Linked DNA regions of Drosophila melanogaster: region 2 is linked to region 1. Evidence: chromatin contacts called from public Hi-C data. All regions are on one chromosome and are shown on one strand. The core of a region is the stretch at or near the end of the contact, and the rest is flanking DNA. Distances in the headings are between cores, read along the strand shown.

Evidence for each region. Hi-C and Micro-C count contacts between places; a contact is called where the count stands out from the background.
Region 2: a Hi-C map of the Kc167 cell line shows a contact between it and region 1, with 1.9 times the contacts expected there. The contact joins the promoter of Ubc6 here to the promoter of CG14657 in region 1. A contact is called at or near these places in 20 of 107 Hi-C or Micro-C datasets (the Clone 8 cell line, the Kc167 cell line, the ML-DmBG3-c2 cell line and 7 more).

What each region holds. Positions count from the first base shown.
Region 1 is chr3R:4,819,661-4,823,824 of dm6, reverse strand. It overlaps CG14657, which reads left to right and starts at 2,393. Exons shown (of 3, transcript NM_001275339.1): 1 at 2,393-3,492; 2 at 3,915-4,031; 3 at 4,088-4,164. The coding sequence starts at 2,906.
Region 2 is chr3R:4,950,687-4,954,951 of dm6, reverse strand. Ubc6 (Ubiquitin conjugating enzyme 6) reads left to right here and starts at 2,270. Exons shown (of 3, transcript NM_079506.4): 1 at 2,270-2,499; 2 at 4,200-4,265. The coding sequence starts at 2,456. It overlaps Jhbp3 (Juvenile hormone binding protein 3), which reads left to right. Exons shown (of 3, transcript NM_141250.3): 2 at 522-616; 3 at 674-1,446. The coding sequence starts at 547. The coding sequence ends at 1,344.

The DNA.
Region 1 (4,164 bases), core at 1,144-3,643:
AGCTTTCGATCGTCCTGCCGCACGTCAATCCACAGGCCCACTTGGAGTCACCGGATTGTGTGTGGTGTTTTTGGGCGGATCCGGTGGTTTTCGCAGTGCGGTTCGATTTTCGAGAAGTGCGCCCAGCACGAGTTAAAATTCAATTTAGTAAAAATAATTTGCTTAGTCGTGCTGCAAAATTGCATAATTGTCAATGGCGGTGGCACGCCACGCCACTCCACTCCACTCTGCCTCTCCCTCTCTCTAATCAGCGGCTTGCAGCGCCATTTTGTGGCACCATCACATCTGCATATTGGAAAATTATAGCGTTGAGCCCCGAGTGCGACGCCTGCCACATCGCGAATCCAGAGCACCGAATGCCGCTCTGCTCATGGCCTTTGTTTGCTCTAAAAGCCTGGCTGCGGCTGCGCAGAAGTCCAAAAGCGCGTGGTTCGGGCGCATGGTGAGGCGCAATGGGGGGCGATCGTTCTCGACAACGCCGACGACGAGGTGACCTCCAGCCGAGTCATTGCGGCAAGGACCTGGCTCGAAGCTGGCAGGCAGCAAACAGCCAGCACATACAAGAGGAGGCCTCGGGTTACACAGCCGAAGATCTGAATACCCTCATTCATTTGGTGCACTGTGCGCAGTTCCAGCAGGGTCGCAAACTTTTATACTTGCTGGCGAAAATTACAATTATTACTCAATTACAGCAGCATATCGTAAATATTTCATTACTTATAAAAATCATCCAAAGAGAAATTCTACCAACATAGTTATGTTCATACAATTGTATTTAATTATTAAAAGTATTTTATAAATCAGTAAATCACAATCCAGTAAGGGATAATCAAATTATTTCGCTATCAACGTGCATCACCTCTTCCTTCACCTTCTGCTTCATAATGAGCTGTAAAACACTATTCTTGAAATGTTTTTAAGCGAAAGAACGCAGCGAGGAGGAAGTGGGCACCAACTGGCATTTGACATGCCAAAAACCACTTCTGTCACAGCAGCAGTGGCAACTGGAGAGCATCGCATCCAGTCCGCAGGAGGTGGCGACCACAGAAGCGTGCCTTCCTTTAACCGCACTGAAAATAATTATTCGGACTAAAAAAACTATTAATTAAAGTCAAATATCCTGGGAGCTCAAAAGCAAAAATTAAAATGAGCTTAAAATAAGTCATTTAATTAACAAGTAGTTTCATTAAAAATCGAAGAATTCAAATAATACACGAATTAATGGCATTTGTCCGACATGGAATAGTTTTTATCAGCTTTTAATAAAAATGTTTAATTTGTTCGTTTCCTACGACAGAAAAGTGCAAACTCAGCGCCGCATGCGCCGCGGCTATTACTTCGCTGTCATAAACCCGATACGGCGATGCTCTTATCTTCGATTGCCACCGCAAATGACGCACAGTAGCAAAAAAGCAATTCGGCTATTTAATTTCAATTTAACTACAGGATTTAACTGCCGCAGCGATTAAAGCGGCTTTACTTCTCATAAGTTGTGCTAATCAAGTTAGTTCGATGTTTCCTTTCTCTGAGCTTCAGCTATAATATTTAATGATTTTGTTTTCCGCAATATTATTATTTACTTAGGTTTACGCTTATCTTGACATATGTATGCCTTTCTCCGAGCGGTAGCTTTGATATTTGATATTGTTCTGGTTTATTACAAAAACAATAAAATCATTTTAACGGATATTATTTATGGTTTTATTATTTAGTGGTTTTCAGATATAACCAAAACATATGAAATATGAATTTCTAAGTCAACCTGTTTCATGTTATCCTGGAGAGCGCTTCAACCCAACCGGAAACATTCCTGGAGTACGCTTACTGATGCGTTTTGGTAAACGTCGTGTTCCGGAATACTTCTATTGGAACACTTTCAGAGGCATTTCAAGAAGCAATTACACACTCTGATAACTACCTTTTTACACTATTACCAAAAACAATAGAAAAGAATCAATTGGGCTTACCAATTATGTTATGCCGAATAACTTTCTTAGAAAACATTTATTTTTATTCCGGAAAAACGATGCTTGCAGGATTTAAATTCTAGTAACTCCGCTCATAAAAAGTTCGCTCTGTTGTAATCTTGTTTAAAATACCAAAATGCAAAACTGTCCGATATCTTTCAAGTGTATTGGAAAAAAAACGTCGAATAAATAAGGCATTATTGAAAAATGGAACAGACTGCTTCAGTCAAACATTTTAATTGCAAGCTTTCCCTCTATTTTTTAAATTCAAATATGGCGGACAAAAGCTTTAATAAAAATAATCGAAAGCACACATCAGTCGCATAAGATATCGGTAGTCGTTAATTTCGTTATTTTCCTAACATACTCTGGTAACTCTAAAAATACAGGCCCGCTTATCGATACCCGACTGGCACCACGTATCGAAACATCGATTGGCCACAGCTGCTTGTGAATGAAAAAAGCGTAATATCGAATCGTACAACAAATTCGCGATAATCCACTGCCGCCCGTCCTGCAAAATCACAGATCCGCGAACTGATACACAAGCGGATAAGAGAAGAGGCCAGTAGGCCAAAGCTAACCCTGCCAGGACAAAATCGAGTCGTTCGTTCCACCGGCACACAATGGAGCTACTATAGTGTGTGTGTGTGTGTGCGAGAGTGCGGGCGCTTGTGAGCGTGGTTGTAGTAGTGGGCGAGTGCGTGTAGTAGTAGTACGACGAGTGTTGTGGCGACGGGGAAAACAAAAAGAAATCTAGTTTGTGCTCAAGACTTCGGCTGGAAACCCGGCCGCGAAGAGTGCGTAGATGTGAGGTGCGATCGCTGATGAGCCATCACCTCTTCCCGGTGCTGGAGGCAGTGCATCCGACCGGAGAAGTTGAGGGACTCTAGGCTAGCGGGGCAGTAATACGGCCACATCCCGTTTCCGATTCCGTAATGCTGCTGGCCGCAGCCGGTCCACCGGCTTACGACGCCGGAAAACTGTCCAACAATGCCGGATCCGGATCCAGCAACGTGGGCTCCGGCGGAGTGGGTACGCCCACGGCGTCCTCGTCGCGTCCTAGTGCCGCTAGTGCCCTGATGAAGACCCTGTCTGTGCGCCTGCATCGAGGCACCGAGTTCATTAAGGACACCGTTCATAAGGCCCTGGTCATGTCCGCTCCAACGCCTGTGGCCCCAGCTACAGCTCCTGCGCCCAAGATCGTGGACCACAGCCTAAAGCGAAAACTAAGCGGCGCTGGCGGGCTGATGGGCTGCAGCAGCATTGGCAGCATGACCTCATCTATCGCCGGCAGCTCGAGAAGTCACCACTATGCACTGACTAGCCAGGTGGCCTCGTCACAGGTGATTCCTTTGCCCAGTCAAGTGCCAACAGCCGCCTTTCTGCGCACCTACACTGTGGCTCCCACGGCACTCCATCGATCTGCCGCCGCTCGCAAACGGAATCCCAGCACCGACAGCCTGCTTATGGACCTGTGCCTCTTTAAGCCCATTCGGCCCATGCCCATAACGCCAATAAAAATGTGAGTACTCTCCGGTATTCAAAACCGATTCCATTTGAGAAACTCATACTTTGCTTTTTCTAACAGCTAAGAAGATTTCTAGTAGAAAACTTGATAACAGTAATCCAATTTCGCTACATGATATGATGTTTATAAAATACATGGGTTCTTGGAGAACTTTGGATTGTCTTAGTTGCCATTTGCATGTTTATCCTCTTGATTTATTTGGCTTATCCAACTGGTGTAAGATTCCAGCCATAAAAGATGGCACTATTACCGCGTGTGATCCTAATACGTTCGTATTTTTAAAATTACTTTTTGAGATTTAAACTTATTTTGCCATACCGAGATCGAGCCGAATCTTATAAAAGAGCGGATCAAAAATGACCGAAAACAAAGCATTAATCAAAACAATTTACTTATATTTGTTCTATCGTTGATAGCCACAAGTTCCGCGGATTTGAAGTGAAGAAACCAAAATTTGTCCCCGCTGGAAATCCAGACAGCGAAGATGATGAGGACAACGACGAAGATGGGACGGTCCGCAAGCCAAAGCCCAGGTAAGTGTCCAGTTTAACATTCAAATTTATGTCTAATGACTGCTTTCTTCGCTTAGCAACTTGACATTGCCAACAATTTCGGACTCGGCCTTCGTTCCGATGCCCTATATAGAAACCACCAACACCGCCATTA
Region 2 (4,265 bases), core at 1,021-3,520, 130 kb before region 1:
CAAAAATTGTTTTCCTTTAGTTATCAACTCGTTGTTCCGTTCTTAATTTACAATAATTCCTTACACATAGGTGTCTATTTTAGTTTTAATTTATTCAAGGAACCCAGATCGAGCAATTAAAAATGTTTTCATTAGAGCAAATTGACCCAGTTTATTGTATTATTGTGCTTTACCAAATGCATTCCAGTTCAATACCTAAAGTACTCCTTTGCATTATTTATAACCAGCCCTACGCTCGATCGCAAAGACTATTAAGCCGCAATCAAAATCAATTACAGTCTTGACAACAAAACAGGTAGCAAATGACAGTAATTGAGCAGTCTAGAGATCCTCCCATTTATTAGACTGAGTCGCAGCTGCGTAATGCCTACAATCAACCACTTCGGATGATAATAGATACTCGTATGGGTGGTGGATCATTTTAGGGGTGGGCCTGGTGGTTAATGCTGCCCCTGCTGACGAACTTTGACGTCAATAAAATGTATATTTCTGCCTAATAGTAAATAAACTGTTTTTTACAGAAACCAATTGAAACTTACACGCAAAATGCAGTTCCAACTCATCGTAGCCTCCCTGTTGATCTGTTTTGTAGCATGCATCTCAGCTGGCAATATGCGTAAGTAACGAAGACAGTTCACTATAGTCCAGTATACTTATCAAGCTTGTTCTTCAGCTGACTATATCCAGGTGTGCCATCGCAACGATCCCGAACTGTCGAAGTGCCTGAAGAGCAGTGTTCACAACTTGCGACCCTATCTGGCCAAGGGCATTAAGGAACTGAACGTACCGCCGCTAGAGCCCCTCTACATTGGAGATCTGAGCATTCTGGATGGATCCGCCGGGCTCACGGTAAAAGCCAAGAAGCTGAACATCCTGGGCGCCTCCAACTTTGAGATCACCAAGCTGCGGGCTTCCACCCAAAACCGACGCTTTGACTTCGAGTTGATTCTGCCCCATCTCCATGGCGATGGGCTCTACGAGATCAACGGCAATATTTTGGCACTGCCGATCAAGGGCAATGGGCCGTTCACTGGAAACTTCACCAACTTTGTGGCTTATGTGCGCGTCCAGTACGACATTAAGAGTGTTAATGATCTGGAATACCTGCATGTCAAGGAGTTCGTCCTGAAGATCCGCACTGGCAAGGGAAACCTGAAGCTGGAGAACCTCTTCAACGGAGACAAGGTTCTGGGCGATGTCATCAATGATACGATCAACCAAAACTTCGAGGTCTTCACCAACGACTTGATCGCACCGATTGCCCGCGCCCTGGAGGCCAAGTTTCTGGTCATCACGACCAAAATCCTTGAGAACTTCACCTACAGCGAGCTTTTCCCCGTCTAATAATCTTGCTAACTGTAGTTAGGCTAAATCTAAGCTTGTGATACACTCGATTTGTTATAATTAGTCCCTAAATATTCAATAATAAATTTTAGAAATTTACGCAAATAGATTTGAAATTGAATGCGTCAAAGGAAATTATGTCTTGATTATCGTTGTTGGGAGAGTTTCCCGACTACCAGATACCCGTTTCTTAGTATCAACGGGAGCAGCTAAGCTGCTTGGCCACAAGCCGCCCATAACTATTACGATTTTGAAAAACGTTTGGATTATTTCTTTATTATATGTATGTATGTAAGTCTTGCAGATTTGTATCGGTATGCCGCGCCCACAATAAAATTTTTGGCCGATTTGGTCAAGAGTCGCTTTCCGGCTTCTAAATCTTCATCTCCTCGCAATCCAAGTTGGATTAACGGGTATCTGATAGTCAAGCTTTATCTTGCTTTTCTTAGATATCATAACTTTGGTACAAAACTGGTGTTTTGATTTTCATTTCATTTTTAGTAGTTTCAGTTTATAAATATTATTGGAACTACCATAAAATTATGTTTGCTTATACTAATATTTAATATGATAAAACGTAACTAGCTTTTTTAGCAAGGACGAAAGAAAGGGAGACATTCAATAGAATTCTTATTTTTCTTGAGTCACCTGTTTTAGAGGAATACCTCTTGTTTTTGCCATGTCGCTCAATTGTAAAATTTTTCTGCAATCGGACCCAGGTTGTCTAAAGTTCAAATTAATTTTGGTTTACAAATACTTCGATCAGTTTTCTGCAGTGTTAAACTTACACTTCGAAAACTCCTATTCGTAAAAAACATCAATAGGAAACGTATTTTGAATGGTCTGGCAACCTCTGGCAACTCATATTTACGCTCAATGCTGGCTGGGTGGCAGCTCTGTGCAACGAAATTGATTTGAGCTCCAGCTCTACGTGATAGTATCGGGGAAACATCGGTTTTCGTTCCAGCTCTATACCACTGCTGCCCGAGTTTGCCCTCAATTAAAAATAAATTACAAAATTTCATCGTTACCGTTCGCTAAACGCAACGCATTGCCCAGGCGTCCGAGTTCCAAATCCAACACAACACGAGTGGTAGTATCGCTGTGAAAAATGTCAACACCCGCACGCAGACGTCTTATGAGAGATTTTAAAAGGTGAGAAGAAACTAAGGAATCGAATGCGAATAGAAAAGAATACAAACAAAACGAAAGCAAAGGAAAACAGGAAGGCAAGGAGCGAATGGCAAAGTACACACAACCGTTGGATTTTACGTTTTACGTGTTTCTCGTTCCGAAAAAATGCTGGGGAAAAGAAACCTGGGGGCTGCCCAATACATATAAGCAAACACACGGACACACGTATATATGACTGTGCTCCACGTCTGTATGTAGTGGAAAAGTTTGCGCAGCCAAAATATGTACGTGTGCATGTGCCCATGCTCGTGTGCGTGTGCGTGTGTGAGTGGTTGATTATTTTCGCTGCTTTGCTCGTGCGAAAAACAACAATTCGCTTGTCTTTGACACTTGACTTTGATCTGAATGTGTGTGTGTTCGCGCGCGGTGCGGGGTAAAAGCAAGAAAACAAAGGGGAAAATTGGGAAAACCAAACAACATTCTTCTTCCGCCGTTGCCGAAATTGCGTCGCAGCAAAACATTAACGTTTCTATCCGCCTGACTCGGCAGCTGCATCCTGCCCGCTACCCCCTCTCGCTCGCACTCAGCCTTGTTGACTCACGCGAAAGAGACGAAGCGCTCCTATTGGAATTTCATTCGGCTTCGAAACTTTCATCATCCCGAAAGTTGGCGCTGCAGTGCAGATTGCAGTTGAGGAATACGAAACCAAATGTCAAGGCTGTTTGCGTGGGCGCGGGCTCCTGCCCCCCGGCAAAGTTCCAATGTACCACCCCAAGAGGCAGAGCAACTGCACAGAAGCATATCTGACAGCATACATCAGATACCCCTTACTCAGCTAGAACGAGTTCGAAGTGGAAATTTCGAAACTAAAATAAAAAATAACATCGTCAATTTTATACTTTGTGGGGTCCGAATCTAGTATAGTTATTGAGTACTCGGGACTGATTAGTTTGAGAAACACAAATTCTGTTTTGCGAAAATGTTTCATCAGGAATGCAATATTCAAATCGTAATGCGAATCGAAACTGACTCCATTTTAGAAGTCTAGTTTTTGATAAGAGTTCATTAGAAAATACCTGTTACACATCATTGGATACCTATAAATAAATTATGAACATTTTCAACAAGTTATTTTAATAGCTCGTATTACCGCCCAAAATTGACCTTTCAAGTTCATAAATTTCAAAATATGCTTCAGACTTGGATATTGCATATCTTATTTCCCAGTGCACTGTCGCGTTTCTTAGCTTGTTTAATCGATGATTTCACTTGGCCCGTGTATCGATTTAAGCCGATTGAAGGGCGCGGTTAACCGGGTTGCGCCGCCCGCTAGCTGACCTAAATCGCAGCCAATCCCGGCCAGGTAACTTTTAGATTGTTTTTCATCACTCTATGTCTGACCGTTGCTTTTGGTTTCTTCTGTGTTGCGGAATATGTATACAAATAGGCAGAATTTGGTGTCCACGGGACCGTCAACTCTTGCGACGATTAAAGACTTACGTTTCAAGCACATTGTTCGTAAGATCATTAACTAAAGACAATTACAACAAGAAGATAAAAAATAATTATTAGCTTTACATTGCAACCTAGTCGGCAAATGTTAAGGTAGAGTTTTTTATTTTCGCCTCAATTGGAATTTATACAATAAATAGTATATTTGTGTAAACAAATATGCATTAACTTATTTATTTACAACACTTTAATTTGATACTTACCTGCAGACTTCAAGAGGATCCACCTACGGGTGTCTCGGGTGCTCCAACAGATAATAATATTATGATATGGAA